Regions from separate parts of the Mus musculus genome. Here region 2 is linked to region 1. A link is a contact called in public HiChIP or PLAC-seq data. All regions are on one chromosome and are shown on one strand. Each heading gives the region's core, a stretch centred on a gene start, on an enhancer-like site or on the middle of the called end of the contact. The rest is flanking DNA. Distances are from core to core; before and after follow the strand shown.

Evidence for each region. HiChIP or PLAC-seq counts read pairs in DNA pulled down with a chosen protein or histone mark.
Region 2: a contact with region 1 is called in an H3K4me3 HiChIP or PLAC-seq map of fetal liver, with 4 times the contacts expected there. The contact joins the enhancer-like site here to the promoter of Grb10 in region 1. A contact is called at or near these places in 6 of 39 promoter capture datasets (the 3T3-L1 cell line, embryonic stem cells, liver and 1 more), 4 of 484 Hi-C or Micro-C datasets (adipose-derived mesenchymal stem cells, embryonic fibroblasts, embryonic stem cells and 1 more), 3 of 115 datasets of contacts at active chromatin or transcription factors (cardiomyocytes, fetal liver and stem cell-derived neural progenitor cells) and 4 of 9 other capture datasets (adipose tissue, embryonic stem cells, liver and 1 more).

What each region holds. Positions count from the first base shown.
Region 1 is chr11:12,036,138-12,040,857 of GRCm38.p6, reverse strand. It overlaps Grb10 (growth factor receptor bound protein 10), which reads left to right and starts at 3,438. Exons shown (of 17, transcript NM_010345.4): 1 at 3,438-3,666. Gm30423 (a long non-coding RNA gene) reads left to right here. Exons shown (of 4, transcript XR_003949849.1): 4 at 1-172.
Region 2 is chr11:12,203,591-12,208,286 of GRCm38.p6, reverse strand. No RefSeq gene overlaps it. Among named protein-coding and RNA genes, the nearest start is that of Gm12002, 110 kb to the left of the region's middle. Within about 2 kb of position 2,331, at least 13 of the 459 cell types and tissues checked have an H3K27ac peak or open chromatin away from gene starts, as enhancers often do. A contact at or near this core is called in fetal liver, where this site is marked.

The DNA of each region.
Region 1 (4,720 bases), core at 2,189-4,688:
GATTCTTTGGGGTCACTGCCTCCGCCGGAAAAAATTCTGAATGCCACTGGATTGTTCATCTCTAGACTCTGGGGAAGCTGTATCTCTCTGTCTTAAATAGCTCAGAGACCTGCAACATTTGTACTACTCATGCGCATGTGTGCACAGCAGGTAAAAATGCAGATCAAGTTGAGACTTGAGACTCATGAGTTAACCTCAGCTATACAGACACTGAGATAGGAGGATCCTGAAACAGAACCAACACATGGAGGTGCTTGCTGCGTCGCCTGGATGGATTTAGAAAGCAGTGTAAATAGTCTTCGGGGTTTCTGGGGCAGCCACTATGCCAGAATTTGTGTCCCTGTGTTTTTAAACATCTTAGAAACACAAGAGGATGATTTTTTTTTTTGTTTGGTTTGGTTTGGTTTGGTTTTTGGTTTTTGGTTTTGTGGGGTGGGGAGTTATTTTCTTTTTTGTTTGTTTTTTGTTGTTGTTGTTGTTGTTGTTACTGTTGTTTTGGGTTTAAAGTTCATGGCTTCAAAGGATTTCTTCCACCATGGCAGGGAAAGCATGCAAGCTCCGATCATGGTGGTCGGAAAGGAAAAAGGATAGGATGAGAAGCAGGTATTACCCTTAAAGTTGTATGTCAAGAGACCTACTTCAGAATCCATCCAGGTTCCACCTCCTGAGTGTCCACAACCTCCTTCCTGAAGCCGCACCACTGCTAAAGATCAGTGCTCAATACAGGAGCCTGTAAGAGAGACAGGGCCGTGAGTGGTGTTTCATATACAAATCATAACACACTGTGATTTCATTACGACTGCAGATCACTCACTGACCCACCAGGGTGTTCTGTTGGACTGTCCTCGGACTGGCTGGTCTCTGGTTTCCAGCTCTGCCTTCTAAGCTATTCCAGAAGGCACCATGTGCAGTGAGGACGGAGCAGCAGGACTAGCATCTGTCAGGATGCCATTTGCCCTCCATGCTTTCCCTCTGCCAAAGCTACTGGCAACATTTGAGACGATGCCTGGGGCAGAGAGATCACTCCGTTCCTTACTCCATTCATTTACACTATGGAGACATACATTTGACTGCTATTTTTCCAATGACTTATTCCATTTAGTACCTTCTTTTGACCAGGAGCCCCCCTGCTGCCTGCAGGACACTAGCAAAAGGTAAATAGTTACCAGTGACACTATTCCTACAATTAGTAGGGAGACATGTTAATCAACTCATTACTAATTTAAAATTAGAGTCCATCAGATTCTCTACTTTCGGCTGAATGAGCCTCCTGAAGCTCACACTTGGATAATGGAATTCCTCACTACCAGGGAATCCCGTTTCCTGCCTTAACACCCAAGTCTAGTTCATATATTACTCCTTTGGGAAGTTTGTGAGCTACAAAGCCATCCTGTCTTGCCCAGGAGGCTGGGTTCTCCAGGCTCATTTATACACTGCTACCCTTACAATGTGTGAGTCTGTAATACCTCTGCTGGGGAATGTGTGGGCAGGGGGCGCTGGGAGTCTGGATATGAGATGGAAGTAGTGTAATCTGCTCACAGAACTGGCCAGGGCCTCCCTCGACACTGGAGCTAACTGTAACCCTAAGGCTACAGCAAGAATAAGGCAAAAACCTTTGTTCAGAACGCTGCTATATGGGTCTACAGGGATCCAGGAAATTTGGGGGTGAAGGCCTGTCCAGGGCTTTGACATCAAGAAAATACTTGACATTTATCTCCATACCATTCTAGTTAGTAGTAATGCCTGAGAAACACAGATTAAACTTTCCACCTAGATCACTGGACTGGTCTTGTAAGAAAAAGCAATGCTCTAAATTATCAGATAAACTGAGGGGGAAAAAAAGTTTAAACCTAGATTAAATACACGTTTTGTACCAATATAAATCTGTGGATTTGAAAGGTATGTGGTTGTTATATAAGAAAACATCTCCATGTTTGGAAAGGCAACATCAATATGTAGAGGGCTGAAGGGTCCACACTGTTTGGAACTTACCAACAAATCGATTCAGGGGGGAAAAGTATTGCGAAAGTATGTAGAAACTTTCAAACCTCTGTAAAAGTTCCCTGACCCGACAGGCTTTGTGTCCGGTGCAGTATGGATCGTTGGTGAGACCCTGCAGGAAAACTGTAAAGTTTGAAGCCAATCAACTTGGGAAAAGTTAGCCCAGTTTTCTCTGCTTCGGTTCGCTTTTGAGTCCTTTGTCTACAAAAGACTTCTTGTGTTCCTTTCCCCGGGAATCTAAGACTTATTCACATCCTTTTCTCTGGATTTTCACCTTGTAGGTTTCTGAGTCTTGGACCAACGGCCAGAAATAAGAGTGAGTGTTCAGTTATAGGAAAGGAAAAACTTTTCATTGATTACATCAATCTGAGGTCGGAAAAACCACTGTTAAAAGCAAGAGGTACCGAGCCGTGCTCAAAAAGAGCGTCGGACAATGCACACAGCACAGCTTTCAAATCTTTGCCTTGCTGTGAGCCCACTCCCAGCTTCTCGACTTTCTAGAAGTTACTTTTAAGAAGTTACTTTTTAGGCTCAGTCTCTCTACTTTCTACAGTTGTTCTAGGAACAAACCTCAGAGGCCTGAGTGAGGGAGAAGAAGGAGAATTCACAAATGTTTCACACCACGTGTCTTCTCAACTACGGTGATTTACGGTCAGGGCTGCTTTTACAAAGCCGAAACTCAAGAAAAAGGTGTAATTATTGGTAGCCTATCTGTACTAGAAAAGCGACACAACATTAAGAATTATTTCGAAGGGGCCGATCAAATTAGCCCGTTGCCTTTTCGTGGGTCACTTTAGAAACCGGGCACGGCCCGTCTGGGCTTTACTTTCACGAGGGCCCCACTTCAGAGGTAAAGGACACGAGGCTTGCTCGGCTGCCTCAAGAAAACAATGAAGGGCCTCTCAGGCTTCCCTCCTTCGGCTACTCACACGCAGCTGGCGAAACTGAGGCTGAGAAAGGTGAGGCTCGGACCCGACCCGCCGTGAGCAAGCCCGAGTTTCCTTGTCCGGGCCCGGGGCTGCCCACGACGGTGTCGGGCGGCCGCAGCCCAGGAAGAGTTTGAACTGTGCGGTTGGGGAGTACTTTCTGAGTTTCGAACAATTCCCTTCCGAATGGCCCTCGGGACAGGTCCGGTCGGTCTTCCGCCGGCGCGGCCGCGCACCGGGGCGGTGGCGTGGCGCCGGGGGTCCCGCGCGCTGCAAGCATGGTGGGCGCGCTCCCGCCCGGGCGGGAGAGCATCGTGCCACGCCAACCCCGCGAGCCCGCGCCCCCCGCGCCACGCCCTGCGCCCAGGCCGCGGCTCCTCCCGCGCTGGCGGCCGCCGAGCGGTCCGGGCGGCGGCGGGAGGAGGAGCAGGAAAAGCGGCCGGGGGAGGAGGAGGCGGAGGCGGCGGCGGAGGCGGGGAGGGCGGGCGGGGCCCGGAGAGTTTAAAGCCCATCGAGGGGGTGGGGTGCGGGGAGGCGGCAGGAAGGGAAGGGCGCTGCGACCAGTGGCGGGCGGGATTCGCGTTCCGAGACCCACGGGAGCACGAAGTTTCCGCGCACCGTCTCACGCACGGCGACTGGGACCGTCCAGTGTCCGGCTTTGCCTTCGGTTTTTCTCCGTTGTGACTCGTGCAACGTGTGGCCAGCGGCCACGCGGAGGCGACGAGGAGCTGCACGTCAGGTAGGAGTTGGGCGGGGAGCCGCGGCAAGTTACTTTTGTGGTCCGCGCCTCGCGGGGCCCGGCGGCCGGGCGGCTCCCCGCGCCGTCATTGTCTGCGCTCGGGGCCGCCCGCGATCGGGACGCGGGGCCCCGCGAGGCGCGGCGGGCGGAAGGGCGTCGCCTTGGGGGGTCTGGGGGGCTGCGGCGCCCCGGGCCCCCGGCGGGGCGGCACGGGATGGCGGGACGGGGCGGCGGGCGCGCGGCTGCGGCGCCCCGCAACGCTCTCCCCTGCGCTCCAGCCCACGGGGGGAGGCGCGGGGCCCCGAGCGGCACATTCTTGAGCCGTCTTGTCCGACGGCGACGGCTCGGGGGGCTCGGGCGGGGGCTGCGGTCACGGCCGCGCTTTCAGGGGCCACCGCCCTGGAGGAGGGTGGGCGCCCGGGGGTCACCGGAGAAGCGGGTGCTCCCGCTGCGCCCCGGGCCTCGGCGCGCGCGCCAGGCGGACCGGGCAGCGGTGCCAGACACTCCCAAGTCCCAAGCGAGCGCGGCCCGGACCGCGGCCCGAGGTTCCGTACCCCCCCACACACACTCCCCAACCCCCACCCCTTTCTTTCTTCGGGTCTGTTAGTGGCCCCGCTACCCGTCGCTGGGGCCTAACACCAAGTTTGAGGGCTCACGAACTAGCAGCCCGCCAGCGGTGGAAACGTGATAAGAGCGGTACCGTTTGCAGAAGGAAATTTCTGATGCAACTCTCTGCCTTTGCTGATTGCCTCTCCAAACGCCTGCCTGGCGAGGGCCTGCGGCATGTGCGTTATGGAAATTAGGGTATTCTTCACTTTGGAAAAAAAAATGTATTTGTCTTTTCTTGGCGTTGGAAGAAACCCCGCGAACTTCTTTTCATTTGCTTTGACCGAAAAGTAGGAGAGCCACAGGTGATTTTTACAAGGCTCTAGTCCTTTAGGATGTTTTTGAAAAACTCTTTTTTTGTAACTGTTTCATTCAAGAGATGCAAAGAATAAGTCCAAAACAAGTAGCATTAGTGAGTAAATATGTGTTATTGCACAACTTTCCCTTT
Region 2 (4,696 bases), core at 1,082-3,581, 170 kb before region 1:
TTCAGCCTTCAATATATTTTCTTCTGTACATTTAGTGTTTTAAACTATGACCCAGAGACTCTTTTATGGTCTGGTCTGTTTGGTGTTCTGTCTGCTTCTTGTGTATGAATGGGCTTCTCTTTCCCTATATTTGGACATTTTTTTTCCTATTGTATTTTTTGTTTCCATCCGTTCAGTTTGGGCTTTCCTCAGCATTTCTCTTTATCAAATTCTATTTTTATACTTGAATTGGCTTCCTTATTTCATTTAGCTGTGTCTATGTTCTCCTGGAAAATATCTGAGCCCTCTCTGACTTGTTTTACCATATTTATAATCATTATTTTGAGTTGTACATCTAGAATTTTGTCTAAGTCATTTTTATCTGGAGTCTGTATTGTGGGATTGGTAACTTTTAGAGGAAATAATTTTTCTTGATCATTTTACTTATATTTTTGAGCTGGTTTCTGCTCATATGGGGTTAGCTTCTTCATTAAGACATTGGGAGGCAAAGAGAGGGAAGTAACTGGGGGTGTGGGGAGAAGAGGGGGAGGGGGTATGGAAGCAGGATCAGGCACAGGAGAGACAGGTCCAGTGTGCCAGGAGAATGAATGGGAATCTGCAGCTGCCGGGGTGGGAGTGGGAGTAAACTTTAGAAAGTCCCAGAGACCTAGGATAGGGTAGGCTTCCAGAAGTCAATGTTTAACAACAGGGACATGAAGAGGCCACCTCCTGTAGCCAGAAAGGATCCCTAGTGGATAGGGTCACGAATCCATCTACAAAACTTTCTACACAAATTTTGTCCTATCTAAAAGGGGTGGAGCAGAAGCCAACCAATACCCAGCCCAACTTGAAACCCATGCCATGGACAAGCACCAATCCCTGACGTTAATAATAATACTCTGTTATACATGCAGACAGACAGCCTATCATAATTGTCCTCTGAGAGACTCTACCCAGCAGTGGACTGAAACAGAAGAAGATACCCACGGCCAAAAATTAGATGGAGGTTGGGGACACTTACGGTAGAGTTGTAGGAAGGAGTCAAGGCCAAGAAGTAGATAGGAACCTCACAGAAAGACCAACAGAGTCAACAAACCTGAACTCCTGGGAGCTCTCAGAATCTGGGCCACCAACCAGTGAGCATACATGGGCTAGAATGACCCCTTCTCACCCCCACCCCCTCCACTCCCACACATATGTAGTAGATAAGCACCTGGGTCTTCATGGCTGCCCTTTTCTTTATTCACTGGGAATAGCCACTAGCCAGGACTAATCTTGCAGAGACTTGAAGTGCCAGGGTGAAGGGATATGGAGGGAGGGTGTCCACCTTCTCAAAGGAGAAGGGGAAGGCAGGTGGAGGTAAGTGACTTGGTGAGGAAGGGACCAGGAAGGGAAGCATCATTTGATATATAAACAAATTAATTAATTCATTTTAAAAATAGATTTTGTCCTTTTAATTCAGGTTGACTCTTTGTGCAATTAATATGTTTGCAGTGCTCAGGAAAGACTAGGCAGTAGTAGAGTTCTAATGTTTCATTTGTAGACTGGTGTTCTAGGCACCTGACTCTGTCCTCAGTCTTCTCAGACAGGCTTAGTATTATCTATGGCAAGTCATTATACAGGAGTGAACCTACAGTGATTAAAAAAAAAAAAAACAGTAGCAAGTAAATACAAATTAACATTTCTTAAGTGCCAATTGGTTTAGGGAGTTAAAGAGCCTGATAGTATTGTGTGTACTGATATGTTAGTGTGAATGGAAAGGAAAACCACAGGTGAGCCATCACCGTGAGACTAGTGATAGTGGTGAGTATTCAATTGCAAACTAGGAAATAGAGAAGAGGGAGATACAGAAGAGTGGAGATAATTGAGGCAAAGGAAAAGGGAATGTGGTCATGTGGGGGACCACATGGTTTACAGTAGATTAAACATATGGATACAGATACAGACTCAGATACCACAAATCAGGTCAGCCTGACATAACAGTTGGAGGAGTGAGTTCAGAAAGAGAAAAGGGAAAGAAAGAGAAAAGGGAAAGAAAGAGAGAGAAAGAGAGAAAGAGAGGGAGGGAGGGAGGGAGGGAGGGAGAGAGAGAGAGAGAGAGAGAGAGAGAGAGAGAAGAAGAAAGAGAGAGAGAAAGAGAAAAGAAGAAAGAGAGAGAGAAAGAGAAAGAAAGAAAGAGAGAGAGAAAGAAAGAAAGAAAGAAAGAAAGAAAGAAAGAAAGAAAGAAAGAAAGAGAGAAAAGAGAGAAAAGAGCAAACAGTAAAAGTGAACGGTAGGGGACAGTGTTGGCCTGCCTCGATGACCTGCTGTACTATACAGATAAGAAATAGCTGTAGGAGAAGGGTGGAGAGGTGGGTGGAGAGGTGAGATAATGGAATCACTAGAAGATAAGGATTAGTTGTAGTGGGGAAGAAAAACAGGGTGGAGATATCAGAAAATGAGATTGCTGGCCTGAATGTTTTTTTCATCTCCTTGGCAGATCCACTGATCTTTCTCCTTGGCCCTGGGCCAGCTGGTAGAACCTGTTGACTGTTAGGGGTCCTGTTCTCTAGTGGCCTCCCAGCTCCTCTTGTTTGTGGAGTTTTCCTGACTGTTCTGTCAGCTATGGATAGATAAGGCAAACTCTCTTTATCAGTGGCTGCTGTTTTCTGATAGGAGCCGGTGTCTGGCGGCTGATCCATGCCCAGAGCACTGCTCAATGCTTGTGCTTAAGCCTCAGAGCTTCACATTTTCCTTGTGTAACAAAAACAGTGTTCTGGTTGAAGTTACTGGGAACCCTTTCAACGAAATCCCTGCTGACACAGCTTTTATACATTTCCTGGTAGGAGTCTTTGGGGTAAGCGAAAATCCAGCCATGCACAAGCTGTACTGGCTTCAGTCACATCAGTAAATCCAGTCTGGTGGTAGAGAAAGCTCCTGAGTCCAGTGGTAGGAGAGAGCTGTTGTGGTACTGATGAAATCAATTCAGAAACTGGAGAAGCAGCTTTGGGGTGATAAACTGTTCCAGACCTCCTGCTTCTCACTCTGTAACCAGTCACTCATTGAACACTGCTTCTAGCCTACCAGCTTTCCTTGTTGTCTGTGTTCCTTTGAGAATTTTTGCTCAGATTCATAACCCATTTTTAATTGGGCTGTTTGTTTTCTTGGTGTTTAGTCGGGTCTTTTGTTTTTCAGGTCTTTGTATAGTCTAGACACTAATCTTTTGTCGGATGTGTAACTGGCAAACATCTTCCATTTTTCAGCCCTTACTTTACTGACAGCTTCTGCTGTAGAGAAACTCTTTAGTTTAATGACATCCCATTTGTCAATTTTCAGTGCCATGCTCTTGGCTTCTGTAAGCTAAAATAAACCTGTATTCTTAATAAACTAAGCAGACTCAGTGATCCTGTTATAGCAACAGAAAGCTGATTAGGTGAGGGTACTGATATTAGGGGTGGCCCACATGTTTTTACAAAGGTCAGAAAAGTTTCAAAGTTTTCTGAATTATTCTGCAGTGAGAATTTTATTGCTCACATGAGAACAATTTTGCAAAATTTAAATTTGCATTCTGTTTGTTCTGTGTGTAGTGTGTGTGGGGGGGGGGGGTTGGGGGGGAGTAGAGGAAATAGTACTAGTTCCAGTCAGCTGACATTCTCAGAGTCAAAGCATGGACACTGGGCCGCTGTGCTGTCCTCAGTAGACCAATTAAAGAGACAGACGAGAGTGAAGCAGAGAGAGGGGATCATTTTCAATGTGGCTACAGTGAGAAAAGTAAAGAAAAAGGGTTCAGTGATCCTTGAGTCCATCTTTGGGGTGCTAGTGGGAGGCTTGGGTTTAAATAGAGGTTTAGGATCATATATCTAAGCTGTCCTGGCCTGGGGTGCTCCTCATTGCTGACCCCCTGGCTCTGCTCCACTCTCTTCAGCAAAGTGGTCAGACTGTGTGAGATTTTTTTTTTTTCTTCCTCCTCTGGCTGGCAACAGGTTTCATTCTTTTCCTTCACATAGCATGAGATCCCTGAGGAAACCGCAAATGTTGGGATCTGTTGTTCACATAGCTAAAAAGGAGAGGCAAAGTTCCTCGTTTTAGCCTCCCTCTGCTCCTGCCAGGATGACTGCACTAGTCAGTACTCCCTGTTTTACGGAGTCTAGCATGGTCTGGAGAGGATTCCAATGCAGAGCTGATCACAGGGCTAGTGCTCTGAACACTGATGTGTGGAGCGCCGATGACTCCATTCTGCCAGGTGCTGTGCACTAATGTGCTGCTCATCACTATAAAACCTGGCACATCTGAAAACCAGTCATCCTAGTAACAAGAAATAGGTGGTGACAGTGAGGAAGGGCTAACCCTTTAGGGAAGCTACGCTGATCCTGAATCCTAAGAAAATAATACTTTCAAAGTTCTTATTGGAACACAGGCACAAAAATCAGTCATATATATATATATCCATGCTAGGTGAGGAATCTAATGGAGGGGATGTGTGTGCCTGGATTGAGTGAAGACCTGGCCACTCCCTGAGAGTGGTGGTATACCGTTAAAGAACCTTCTAGAAAATATAAGGCAGCTTTTAATCATGTGGTGAATCTAGCTGTTCAAAGCTTCCACTCTGTTCAGTGATGGTCTTCCATCAGCAATGTCTTCAAGCACCCTCACATGGAAATATCTCCTGAGAGAGCTGCTTTCATGATATACTTTCTATTAATCCTGCAAATGATTTTGAAAACACACCAGATAACCA